3 separate regions of the Mus musculus genome follow, and all the other regions are linked to region 3. A link is a contact called in public ChIA-PET data. All regions are on one chromosome and are shown on one strand. The core of a region is the stretch at or near the end of the contact, and the rest is flanking DNA. Distances in the headings are between cores, read along the strand shown. Region 1 holds the start of Rap1b (RAS related protein 1b). Region 2 holds the start of Mdm2 (transformed mouse 3T3 cell double minute 2). Region 3 holds the start of Ifngas1 (Ifng antisense RNA 1).

What was found. ChIA-PET counts read pairs in DNA pulled down with a chosen protein or histone mark.
Region 1: a contact with region 3 is called in an RNA polymerase II ChIA-PET map of memory CD8 T cells, with 121 read pairs. The contact joins the promoter of Rap1b here to the promoter of Ifngas1 in region 3. A contact is called at or near these places in 6 of 39 promoter capture datasets (the 3T3-L1 cell line, cranial neural crest, hippocampal neurons and 2 more) and 2 of 115 datasets of contacts at active chromatin or transcription factors (effector CD8 T cells and memory CD8 T cells).
Region 2: an RNA polymerase II ChIA-PET map of memory CD8 T cells shows a contact between it and region 3, with 22 read pairs. The contact joins the promoter of Mdm2 here to the promoter of Ifngas1 in region 3. A contact is called at or near these places in 2 of 39 promoter capture datasets (the 3T3-L1 cell line and hippocampal neurons) and 1 of 115 datasets of contacts at active chromatin or transcription factors (memory CD8 T cells).

The regions. Positions count from the first base shown.
Region 1 is chr10:117,844,386-117,847,897 of GRCm38.p6, forward strand. It overlaps Rap1b (RAS related protein 1b), which reads right to left and starts at 1,589. Exons shown (of 8, transcript NM_024457.2): 1 at 1,446-1,589.
Region 2 is chr10:117,708,779-117,712,496 of GRCm38.p6, forward strand. Mdm2 (transformed mouse 3T3 cell double minute 2) reads right to left here and starts at 1,980. Exons shown (of 12, transcript NM_010786.4): 1 at 1,774-1,980; 2 at 1,168-1,250; 3 at 922-1,006. The coding sequence starts at 1,002.
Region 3 is chr10:118,554,739-118,558,371 of GRCm38.p6, forward strand. It overlaps Ifngas1 (Ifng antisense RNA 1), which reads right to left and starts at 1,787. Exons shown (of 5, transcript NR_104123.1): 1 at 1,714-1,787.

The DNA.
Region 1 (3,512 bases), core at 339-2,838, 710 kb before region 3:
AAATCAGCAGACTCAGGTAATTGGTTATCTATTTTAGGCCTTAGTTTCCTCCTCATGAAACGACAGGGTGGGACCAGATGATTTAAAGAGTCTCTTTCCGGCCCTAAAAAGCCCCATGACTCTATTATGACTTAATACACTGACTTCATATCAGGCTTTAAGAGTGGTAAGGGCTTTAAATTAAAAGAATTTCTCCATTCAATTAAGTTACTTCTTGCTAAGATAAACTCCTTTCAGGCAAGTCTCGACAACGTTCTAATTATACAAAAGAAAACTGAAAAAAAAATGAATTTACAAGCTAGAGGCACTCGGTATATATTAATACACACTGCCAGCAAAGCAAACATTTCAACGAGACTCAATTGATTTTTAAAATATTGAAAAGTCCAGCCTGCATCGTAATGTCAACTTTCAACTTAGTAAAAAAAAAAAATGTGAGTTCCTATTACTGTAATAAAGAAGTGCTTGTATGCACACGAGTCGAGAGTCGCAGGGCCAAAATATCTTTCTAAAGCATTGGGGGGTGGGAGGGGGCAAGCGAAAGGAAAGCAATCCCATCTGCTCAAAACTCTTAAGCGAAGATGTTTCTTCCAAAGGCATCTTCTCCTCCCGCCCCCCTCCACCCCAAGGAAAATCCCGAGGGCCTAGTTCCCAAATTCACGGCGCTGATAAGTCAGTTTCAGAATCAGACACCTCGAGATGGCGAAAAGAAAAAAAAAAAAAAAAGGAGAAGAGGACAAACTTCCTGGATTTTTCTCTCTGCAAGAGAAAAAGAGATTTCCTCTTGCTGACGAAGGAAAGGCCCCTTTAACATTTTTTTTTTCCCTCTGCACGGTGGCGGCTGCCAGACTAGGTGGGGCTCGCTCCGCTGCCTTCCTCCTGCCACTTCCCGCAACAAATGAAGCAAGCCAGCCCCGATCCGGGCAAACTTTTTCCCTGTCAGGCTCGAGCCCGCGGGGCGCCGGGGAGTGGTCCCCCCGCCCCCCCTCGCGACGCTGCTCCGCCCGCCCGGCCCCGGGCTGGGAGAAGCCCGGGTGTCCGCAGAGGACAACTTTCTGGTTTCCGCTCTAACTTCCACCCACCGCCGAGGCGGGGAGCGGGGCGCGGCGGGGAAGGCTGCGGGGGCCTCGGGCAGGCGGGTGGGGGCTCCTCGGGCGCTCACTTCCTCCGCCATATTTCAGACATTTGACCCCTTCCGCAAAGCGCGCTGCTCCCCCGCCGCGGCCGCGGTTCCTCCCCGGCCGCCCCGAGGCGGCGCGCCCCGCCGAAGCGAGCGAGGGACTCGGGGGGCCCCCCGCCAGCCACCTGCCGCGCGCCCGGGCCACCCTCGCCGCCGCGGGGGCCATCGGGCTGCCCCGCCCGGTCCGCGCCGCACCCCACCTCTCCCCTCAGCCGGCGCCCGGCCCCCCGCCAGCCTCGCGGCCACGCACGCACCCCGCGCCCACCTCTCGCGCTGTCACCGGGTCGCCGCCGTCGCCCTCGCCGTCGCCGCGCGTTCCCTTCGGGTCGCTGCTCCCGGCGCCACGGCGGTCTCTGCCGCTGCCGCCGTCGCCGTCGCCGCCGCCGCCGCCGCTCGGGCTGCTTTCCACGCCTGACTCTGGGCGAGGTTTGGCGGTGTCGCCTTGACGTCAGGCGTTCAGCCTCGCTCTCGCTTCCGCCCGCGGGCGGGGCGCGCAGGAGCGCAGCCCGGGAAGGGGCGGGGCCGAGGCGGGCCCTGGCGGAGGGGGGCGGGGTCTCGTCGTGCTCGCCTCGCAGTGGGCCTCGCCCCGGCTCTCGGTCGCCGGCTCCGGCCGTGGCCCTTCTCCCCTGCCCTGCGTCTCGTTGCTGCGGTCGGCCTCGCCCCCCGCTGGCTGGGCTGTCCGACATAATCGGTGTCAGCCTCAGCGGAGCGCATCCGTTTCGACCCCAGCGGGTAACGGGGAGCTCAGGGGCTTGGAAACCTCTGACGCCTTCGCGGGGCCTCCGAGTGCACAGTCGCCAACGCCCCCAGACCGTCGGTGTTCGCGTGGTCCTTTGTGCTGGGGAAGTAACAGAGCAGCAGTTCCCACTCCCAGAGCGCGAGGGCAGCTTTTCATTTTTCAAATGGCCTTTCTTTAGGTTTGACAAGTATTTCAGCCTGTGGTGTGTTAAGCAGGGCCAGCTGTCCAAATTACCCTGCCAGACGCAGTTCGCGAATGGAGGATTCCAAAGCATGCTTATGGCCTGTGCCTAAGTGAACAGTTTATAGAATTAAAATAATTGGTTCATGGAAGAGCATGCCTGGGGCGCCTTCATGACTTTATAGATTACTCATAGATGTCAGTCTATGATGTGACTCCGAAAAGCTCTGTCCAAAAATGACTTGTTCCAAAGAGCACAAGAACTTACATCGATCTAGGTAATTAGAATATTTTCTCACCATCACCTTTAATATGAGAATCATGCTATCAGAGCTTTGTTTGGAAGACTTTGTTTCTGCTCTGATTACGCTCTCTTCATTGCGTGGTCCTGGCTGGCCTGACCTTGCTATGTTGACCAGCTTGGCTTTCATCTCAGATACACCTGCCTCTACGTATGGAGTGCTGGGGATTAAAGGCATGCGCCACCACTGCCAGCGAGGGAAAAGGTTTTGATGAACAAAACTTGAGAGGAAAGTACTGAAAGGAGTAGGCAATTTAGCTGGCCCTCCCTGTACAAATTATTCTGGAAATTTAACGAACCCTAGAAGAGAAATGGAGACGTGACCACTACGCTAACCTGAGTTAAGTGAGCGAGTAAGAAAGAATTATAGCTGGGTCTCAGGATGCCAGTCTGTAAGAGCACACCTCTTTCTTCTGCAGACTGAGCAGGAGGTGGCTCCTTGCAAATTCTAGGTTGCTGAGGCCACAGAGTAAGTTAAAGCCAACCTAAACGGTTTTGTGAGATTCTCAAGAAGTTAAAAAAAGGGGGGGGGCATAGCTTAATGATCCAGTACTTGTCTAGCAAGTGTCCGAGTGTAGTAGGTTCAACCTTTAGAACAACAAAAAAAGAAAAAACCCATAATTGACAGTTGTGTGTGCTTCTGCACGCTTGTGCCCTCGCCTGTGGGCACACAGAAGCCAGAGGTGAACAGGTTATTTTCTGTCGCTCTCCACTTAGTTGTTTTGAAACAGGGTCTCTCACTGAACCTCACCAATTAGGCTTGAGTGGCTGGCCACCAATCTCAAGGGAGTCTCCTGTCTCCATTCCCACCACTCTGGATTCTTATGTGACTGCAGGGGGACTGAACTGGAAACCCCGGTTCTCCTGCCTGGGTAACAAGCCCTTTGTCCTGCTGAGCCCTCCTCCTCCCTGACAAGTTTTTGATAGCAGCGTTTTCCAGCTGCTTCATGGTTTGTATTACTTAAGTATTACCTATTTCAATAATTGTTATTTTCTCAGAACAACATTTTAGTGGCGGTTTCAAAGGCAAGTTTTGGAACAATCTGTTGGTATTGTCAATTATTCATGAATAAATTGCAATTTCCATTTTGCTCTTACCAATTACATATATA
Region 2 (3,718 bases), core at 730-3,229, 850 kb before region 3:
TGCAAAAAAAAAAAATGGGGGAGGAAAGGAAGAGCGAGAGTAAATAGAGAGAGACATTGGCAAACCCAGAACAAACAGGCTGTTTAACTGGAGATCTGGGACATGCCCACTGAAACAATACATTTTACTCCACAGAGCAGTAACCGTAGGAACTGACTTAACTTGCATACATGTATTCTCCACAAATATGTATGAAATTACATCAGAAAGGGAAAACGAGGGCTGGCAATATTCGTGCTGGCAGGATCGAAGACGGCCATGACCTCTGCTGAGCAGAGTGAGCAGTCTGCAATCAAATGTGGTTACCAGGACGTAGGATTCTAGTTCCCTATCTTCCTCACCCTTACTTTACTCAAACACATGGGCAACTTTTACATCCCCCAGTAGTCGTGAGCCTGAGACTGTCGCTCAGCTCAGTAGTACAGTACTTGCATACACACACATTCTAAAGGCTGAGGTTCAATCGCATTATCAAATCCTATGCAGCTATTAAAAGTAATTTTGTAACTTACTGACAAGCTGTAGAACACCTTTATATGCTAATATAAAGTAGAAAACTTAAAGAGATACAGAGCAAAGACTGGAACTTTATATATTTTATGCATTCCTCTCATAACTAAAATCCTCACAAAAAGCACGGATGCTTCTATGACTTTCGGTTTACCATTTAGAACAGTGATAGAACATCATGTCACAACCAGCAGCACCCACACACTGTGCACTTCTAAAGCCTGCGTCAGGGGAAGGGCTGTGGAAATATAGGTCGCAGTGACCACTCTCTAATGCAATTGCAATCGAGAAAGTTAAGAGTTTGTAGGTAAATACTTAAAACGACTGTGCGATAATCCAGGTTTCAATTTTGTTTCCTCGATTACCTGGTAAAACAAGCTATATTTACACACTCGAGGCAGAAATACCAACCAGAGTCTCTTGTTCCGAAGCTGGAATCTGTGAGGTGCTTGCAGCACCCTCGGTAGACACAGACATGTTGGTATTGCACATTGGCCTACAAGTAGAAAAAAAACAACAACACACACGATAAAAACTTGAAATTATAAAACATCTACGAAAAGGGACAAATAGATACATGCATTTACGAAGGAGACAGAAAACGTCTTTCGGCAATAGCTCTCAAATGCAAAACGACGTCGGCGAGCTGTCCCTTACCTGGAGGCCCGCAGGAGAAGCGCGGTGATCCGAGAGGGTCCCCCAGGGGTGTCCGGTCGGTCTCCCGCTCGCCCAGCAGACGGCTGCGGAAACGGGGCAGCGTTTAAATAACCCCAGCTGGAGACATGTCAGGACTTAGCTCCTCCGACAGCCGACGCCGGACGTGTCCCAACTTGACCAGCCCCACAGGAAGAGCTGAGTCAACTCGGCCCAGCCCAGTCCCACCCGTCCCGGAAGCCGCATCCCGGCGAGTCCGGGACCAGGCACCTGTCACCTCCTGGACCCCAGCAACGAGCCCAGCGCGACCCCGGAGCGGGCCCCCCGCGCGCGGGGCCTGCTGGGAGACCCCCGCTCTTCCCTCCTCCCCCTCCCTCCGTCCCCTCCCGCGCATGCGCCGTGCTAACCGCGCCATCTCCCACCCCACCCCCCACTCCCACCCACACGCACACCCCCGGCCGCAGAATGACATCAGGGCCCAGCGCGGGCAAACGGTCGCCCAGCCTCGTGCCCCGCGACCCCACGAGCCGGCCCGGGTTACGAGTAGGCCCCGGAGGGCGCGGAAAAGAGGGAATGATCGGGACTCTCCGCCGCCCACGGAGCGGGTACCTGCTACTTCCCGCGCATCTTCCGACCCTTCACGGGGAGCGCGGAGGCCCCGCGGCCGGGGCCTGAGCGACCATGGTCGCTCCAGAGCTCGAGCGACGAGAAGGCGGCGGCTCCTCACCGGCCGCTCCTAGGCTACGCTGGCCCCGGAGGCCCCGTTAACAAAGCAGAGTTCTGTGACGAGCGCCCCCTACCGTCCGCGGAGAGAACGCCGGAAGCCACGGGCCATCCGGGCATCGGGGCGTGCGCGCGCGCACGCCCGACGCCGCCTCCTGGACCAATAGGAGGCGGGGGGCGGGGCTTAGCGGCCGCCCGGTGCCGGAGCGCGCAGGAGGTGGGGAGGGGCCGCGCGGTTGTGTTTACCGCTCGAAACCGCAATGGTCGCTAGGCAAGTTCCTATCCGACTGCTGCTGCTACCAAAAGAAAAGCAAGACTAACAGCTGGGTAGTATTTTTAAATCCATCCCGCCAGCAGCTGAAGTTGTATACAAATGAGTGATTTTTTTTTAAGACTTTAAAAATAGGCAAGGTGAGAGAGGGTGGAGTGGGACGGGGAGGAAATTGTGAGAAGGGGGTGTCCCAGAAGGGAACGGAGAGCGGGGTGGAAAGTGAATAAATAATAATGAATAAAAAATGAATAGCTCCATGGTCAAGAGTGCATACAGCTCCTTTTTAGGTTTTCAGTCACTCACGCCACACAAATTCTGTCATTGCAGGGTACTCAACACACTCTTCTGGTCTCCATGAGCAACCGCACCTGTGTGCACAGACATACACATAATTAAAGTTAAAATTAAAAAAAAAAATTCAAAGACTGTTAGGGTCCATGACACCTTGGGCTCATAGTATGTAAACGCAAAGAATGTTTTAATCTGCAGAAGTCAGCATTCTGGTGTCTCCTCTCCCCATTACTAAGATAGAGACACCCAAGTGAGTTTGCAGACCTGACATAAAGCATATTAGCGAATTCTGGGATAGGTGACCTCTATGTTAATCTATTGGGTCCATCTTTAGGGACATTCCATTCCCGGGGTGAGAGGGCTGGAAACTTTTGGCTGAGAAAGTCTGGAAACTGCTGCTGACCCATTGTCCTTGCCTCAGGCGGGGCAGCTTCTGAGGCCCGGACTTGCCCGGAATTGCCCAGTTCTTGGAAACAGAGATTTAGGCCTAGTCCCCTTAACTGCCAGTTTGAAACTTGTCATGAAATCAGCCTGGCCTTTTCAACACATACACTCCAGTGTTTACAAACTTTCTAATTGTTAGTCATCTTGAGGGCCCAAGATAGCATTATAAGGTATAGGAGTTTGGCCTGGACGCTGCTTTAGGCAGTGTGGACGCAGGTCAAAGAAAAGCATTGATAAGGCCAGATATAATGGTGTGCGTGTAATCCCAGGTACAGAGCAACAGCCGTCTGGGTCCACCTTTTAAGGTACATCTAAGAACGGAGGGTGTGTGGCACCGAGAAGGTCCTGCATTGTTCAGTCCTCGGTCCCCAAAGCAAAAGCCCCAGATCTTAAAGGACTTAAAACCAGGGGTGGTGGCACATTTGCACAGTCAAAGATAATCAGGAAGCTGAGGCAGGAGGATAGCTTGAGTTGAGCAATTTAAAGCTAATTTGAGTAACATTGATAACCTACCTAAAGGAGAAAGGTAATTTCGTTCTTTGGGGCTTGCCACTTCTTACTGACAGCCTTCATTTCCCCAACAGTTCGTGATTAAGGACTTTTCAGAAACCTTTCTCCCCTTAGGAATGGAGTGAATATTCATTTTAAATTTAATAACCTTCAGCCAGGCATGGTGGCATAGACCTTTGACCCCTGCAGTAGAGACGAAGAGACAAGTGAGTTCAAGATAGTGTGTCCACGAGTCCACACAGTGAGCTGCAGATCAGCCAGGGCTGCACACAGAGAACCTGTCTCACAGAACCCAAGCCTTGGGAGATGAAGTAG
Region 3 (3,633 bases), core at 537-3,036:
TACTATTCTTTAATTATCATTTTCTATAGGGAAAGGTGGGACTTTGTTATTGAATCCTAGTAGGGTTTAAGAGAACAAATGTGTAGGGGACAGACGCGGTGTAGCTGCTGGGATAAACATCTGAAAAGATGATCCTGGAGCCCAAGTGTTGGCCCGGAGCAGGACAGACCCTGGGAAACTGAGTGATTCCGAAGAGGGAATGAGGTCAGGGGGCAGAGAATATGAAACTGCGCTGGTCGGTGGATATGTCAATCTATCTGTCAGTCAGTAACCAAGTCTCTTCTACAGGCAGCCAACACTCTCCCCTCTCCTAAGTCAAGAAAAGACAGCTTTGCCACACACCCCAAAGTCATTTTACTCTGCCCATTTTCTGTGCACCTCCCAATATCTCGCTGTCCCCTGTGAACTGCTCCTCCTCCTTCTCAGGCTCCGCCCACTTCCCAGCCTCAGCCCTCCCTCCCCTCCCCTGACCCCACACTCCACCCCCATCTCTGCAAAACACAGAAGCTTACCGAAAAGAGGAAAAGAGTCACCTGCTACTTGTTTGTACCATCTTTTATCTTGGGTCTTCCCAAAACCCAAGTATCAATGCATCGACAGATAATCACACAAGCGTGTGTGCAGTTGTGCCACGTGACCAACTGACCAGCCCATGCAAGAGAGGTCAAAGAGGATGAGACACTTATCGTAGAGCGTCTGTGGCTTCAAAATAAATAATTAAAAATCATGAATGCTTTTCACATGCTAAGATGTAAAAAGTTTCTAATCCTCAGCAATGAGAACGAGAAGGCTGAGCCAGGTTTCTAGGTTTGTGACTCTAAGAAAACGAAACCGATCGTTCTTATCCTTCGTCTTTGATTCACTGCTATGGCTGGTCTGGTTAGGGCTTACAGGAGCCATGTCAGACTAATGAATGTCTCAGAGACCTGTTTGAACCCGGAAGACGAAACTTCTCTCGTTTGGCCCCTTCATCAGCCAATCGAAGAAGCCTGCTTTAAGGATATTGATTTGAATTCAATTTCAATTTTCTAAACAAAAAAATTATGTAATTTGCCTTAATTTGCAATATGGATTGGGAAAATGGAACCTACCCAAAACACACAAGAGGCCACTTACTGGAGCTAATCCTATAGTATCACCAGAAACCCTATAGTATCACCAGAAACCCTATAGTATTACCAACTTTCCCTGTTATTTTTTTTGTTGTTGTTGTTATTAAAAAAAATCCGTTGGTTATCCAAGACCTTGAAGGCACCGTTGCTTTAAGGGTATCTCTAACTAAATGCCTTTGCAACCTGAATACAAAGGCCCTACCAAGTCCATTTCCACAAATCTCCTTGGGACCACGTCACTAGAATAATTCCACCAAAGCTTACTGTGGACTCGAGTCCAGCTGGATAGAGGCTTTACGTACTTCTTCTAGCTCATTCTGAAATCTCAGGAAGAGTGTGTGGGCTTGCAGAAACAAACAGGTCTTGAGCAATTCCTTCACCCGAACTGACTTAGACCATTCCTTCCCTTTAGCTTCCTCCCATTTCATTCTAGCCTTCCCTTCTCCTGTCCCTTCCACCTCCTATCAGAAGCACGAAAAACATCACCCACTTGCAGCATCTCCTAATGCCACCCATGGTAACGCTACATTTTAAGGACATGCATTTATTTGTTTTAAAAATGTACTCCGCAAAAGGCCCTCCCAAGGAAAAGCGTCCTCACCCTCCTGATGCCAGTCCAAGTGTTATTTTTCTCTCAGGCTCTTCTCTTCCCGGATGACTATACTTTTGGTTGGTGTGTCTCTGCAAGAATGCTCAAGACCTCTTAAAGAGTCAGAAAAGCTACCTGGGTTTGCAGGCAGCTTCCTGTGGGGGTCACAGCCTGCAGAGTGAACAATGAATTATTGCACAGAAGATGGGCAAGGTGTGTGAAAAAAACAGGAAGCACCTGTCAAAGTGTGACTTTCTTCCTGGCAGCAGAGAGCTCCCTCTGAGGTGGTTCTAGATGCTTCTTGCTGCTTCCACTGTGACCTCTAAGACTGTGAAGTACCCTAGAGAACAAGGAAAGACCTGTGAAGGGAAGGGTTATTTGGACACTTTGATGGAGGGGTGAGAGTGATGGCCGTTCATAGCTTCTCTAGGTTCCTTTTTGCCATAGAGATTCGTTTGTATAGAACTGAAACTGAGTGATCATTGCAATGGGGAAATTTGAACACCTGAGAATTAGAAGTAACATATTTATTATTGCTGGTTCCTATCATAGGGACATGCTTCCATTGATTGATTATTCAGTGAACATATTCTATGTCAAACAGTAAGAGAGAACTTAGGCATTAACAGGGGACAAAACAAACATGTATTCCCGTATCCCGTGTTAGCCTTAAATTTAACTTATAAGGCACCGTGTTTCAGATTTGCGTTTTCACTTTTTAAAAAAAATGTATTTTATTTTTTATCTAGGATGTGTAAGGGAAGGGGTATGTACTTGCTCCTTCAGAGGTCAGAGGTCAGAGGACAACGTGCCGGGTTTGGTTTTCATGCAGGTCCAGGGAGTCAAACCCAGATTATCATCTTGGCAGTAAACACCATCACTCAGAATCATCTTGGCTCTTCACGACTTTGCTTCCTTTCCCGTTTTTAAAAAATCCTTGTATGCATGTATACGATTTAGTAGTGTTCTTAATGGAAACACCACTGAGATCAAGTCCCCTCCTTGAGTTTGAAAGTTGTAAGTTGTTGGAGGTAGCTGGCCAGGCCAGCTTGTGATAGATAGTATGTGCTAGCAACACGTAGACCAAGCAAGACATACCTCTGTTAGCTAATTAGATTAACCAAATCCCTTGACTGGAGACACCTAATTGCTGCCACACTAATGCACATGTGGACATAGAGAAATGGATTAAAGAGTCTCAAAGTCTCAAATTTACCTACCATGTTGGTTTGCATAATGTTGGTAACTGTTTTCATAGTGGGGTAGGGTGGGGTGAGGGGGCGATGTTAGAGACCTTATGAATGGCACAGGTAAATAATGCAGCCCTCGCATGGGTATGGAAGATGATAGACAAGTTCACTGAGCCTTCTATCTCCAAGGACTTCTGTTTCTTCATTTAGAAATGTAAAACTGAGTGAAGCAATCCTACCCATCCTTTCAACATGTAATTTTCTTGACATTTCAGGCAAATCTTGTCCCCACTTCCTATGGAAACACAAGACTCAGAAAATGGTCCAATGAAGGCGGGTTTAAAAGTGACGCCTTGGGAGAAGCCTGAGTACACTTGGTTTCCTTGGGTGTCTGAACAAAGCGTTGAGGGTAAGGCATGATTATGAAGAAACAGGAGGGAAAAAAAACTTCCAGAACTTTCTCTTGCTCATCCCAAGAAACCAAGTACCAGAGCAGCCAGACAGCATGCTTGAGAACCGAATATTCCTTAGGAACCCACATTACTACTGTGGATAAGGTTTCAAAGCTTGTTGGCAAAGAACGTTATTTCACTTGTATTATATGTTAAGCAAAGGTTAGTGAGTCCTCTAATCTTGCCAGTGTCCTCAATTGGAGTAACTACTTCCTGCATGTCCTGACAAAGCTTCCTGGGTCACAGATGACCTAATTGATCACTGCTCCTATCTGCTCACAAGTTGCTCT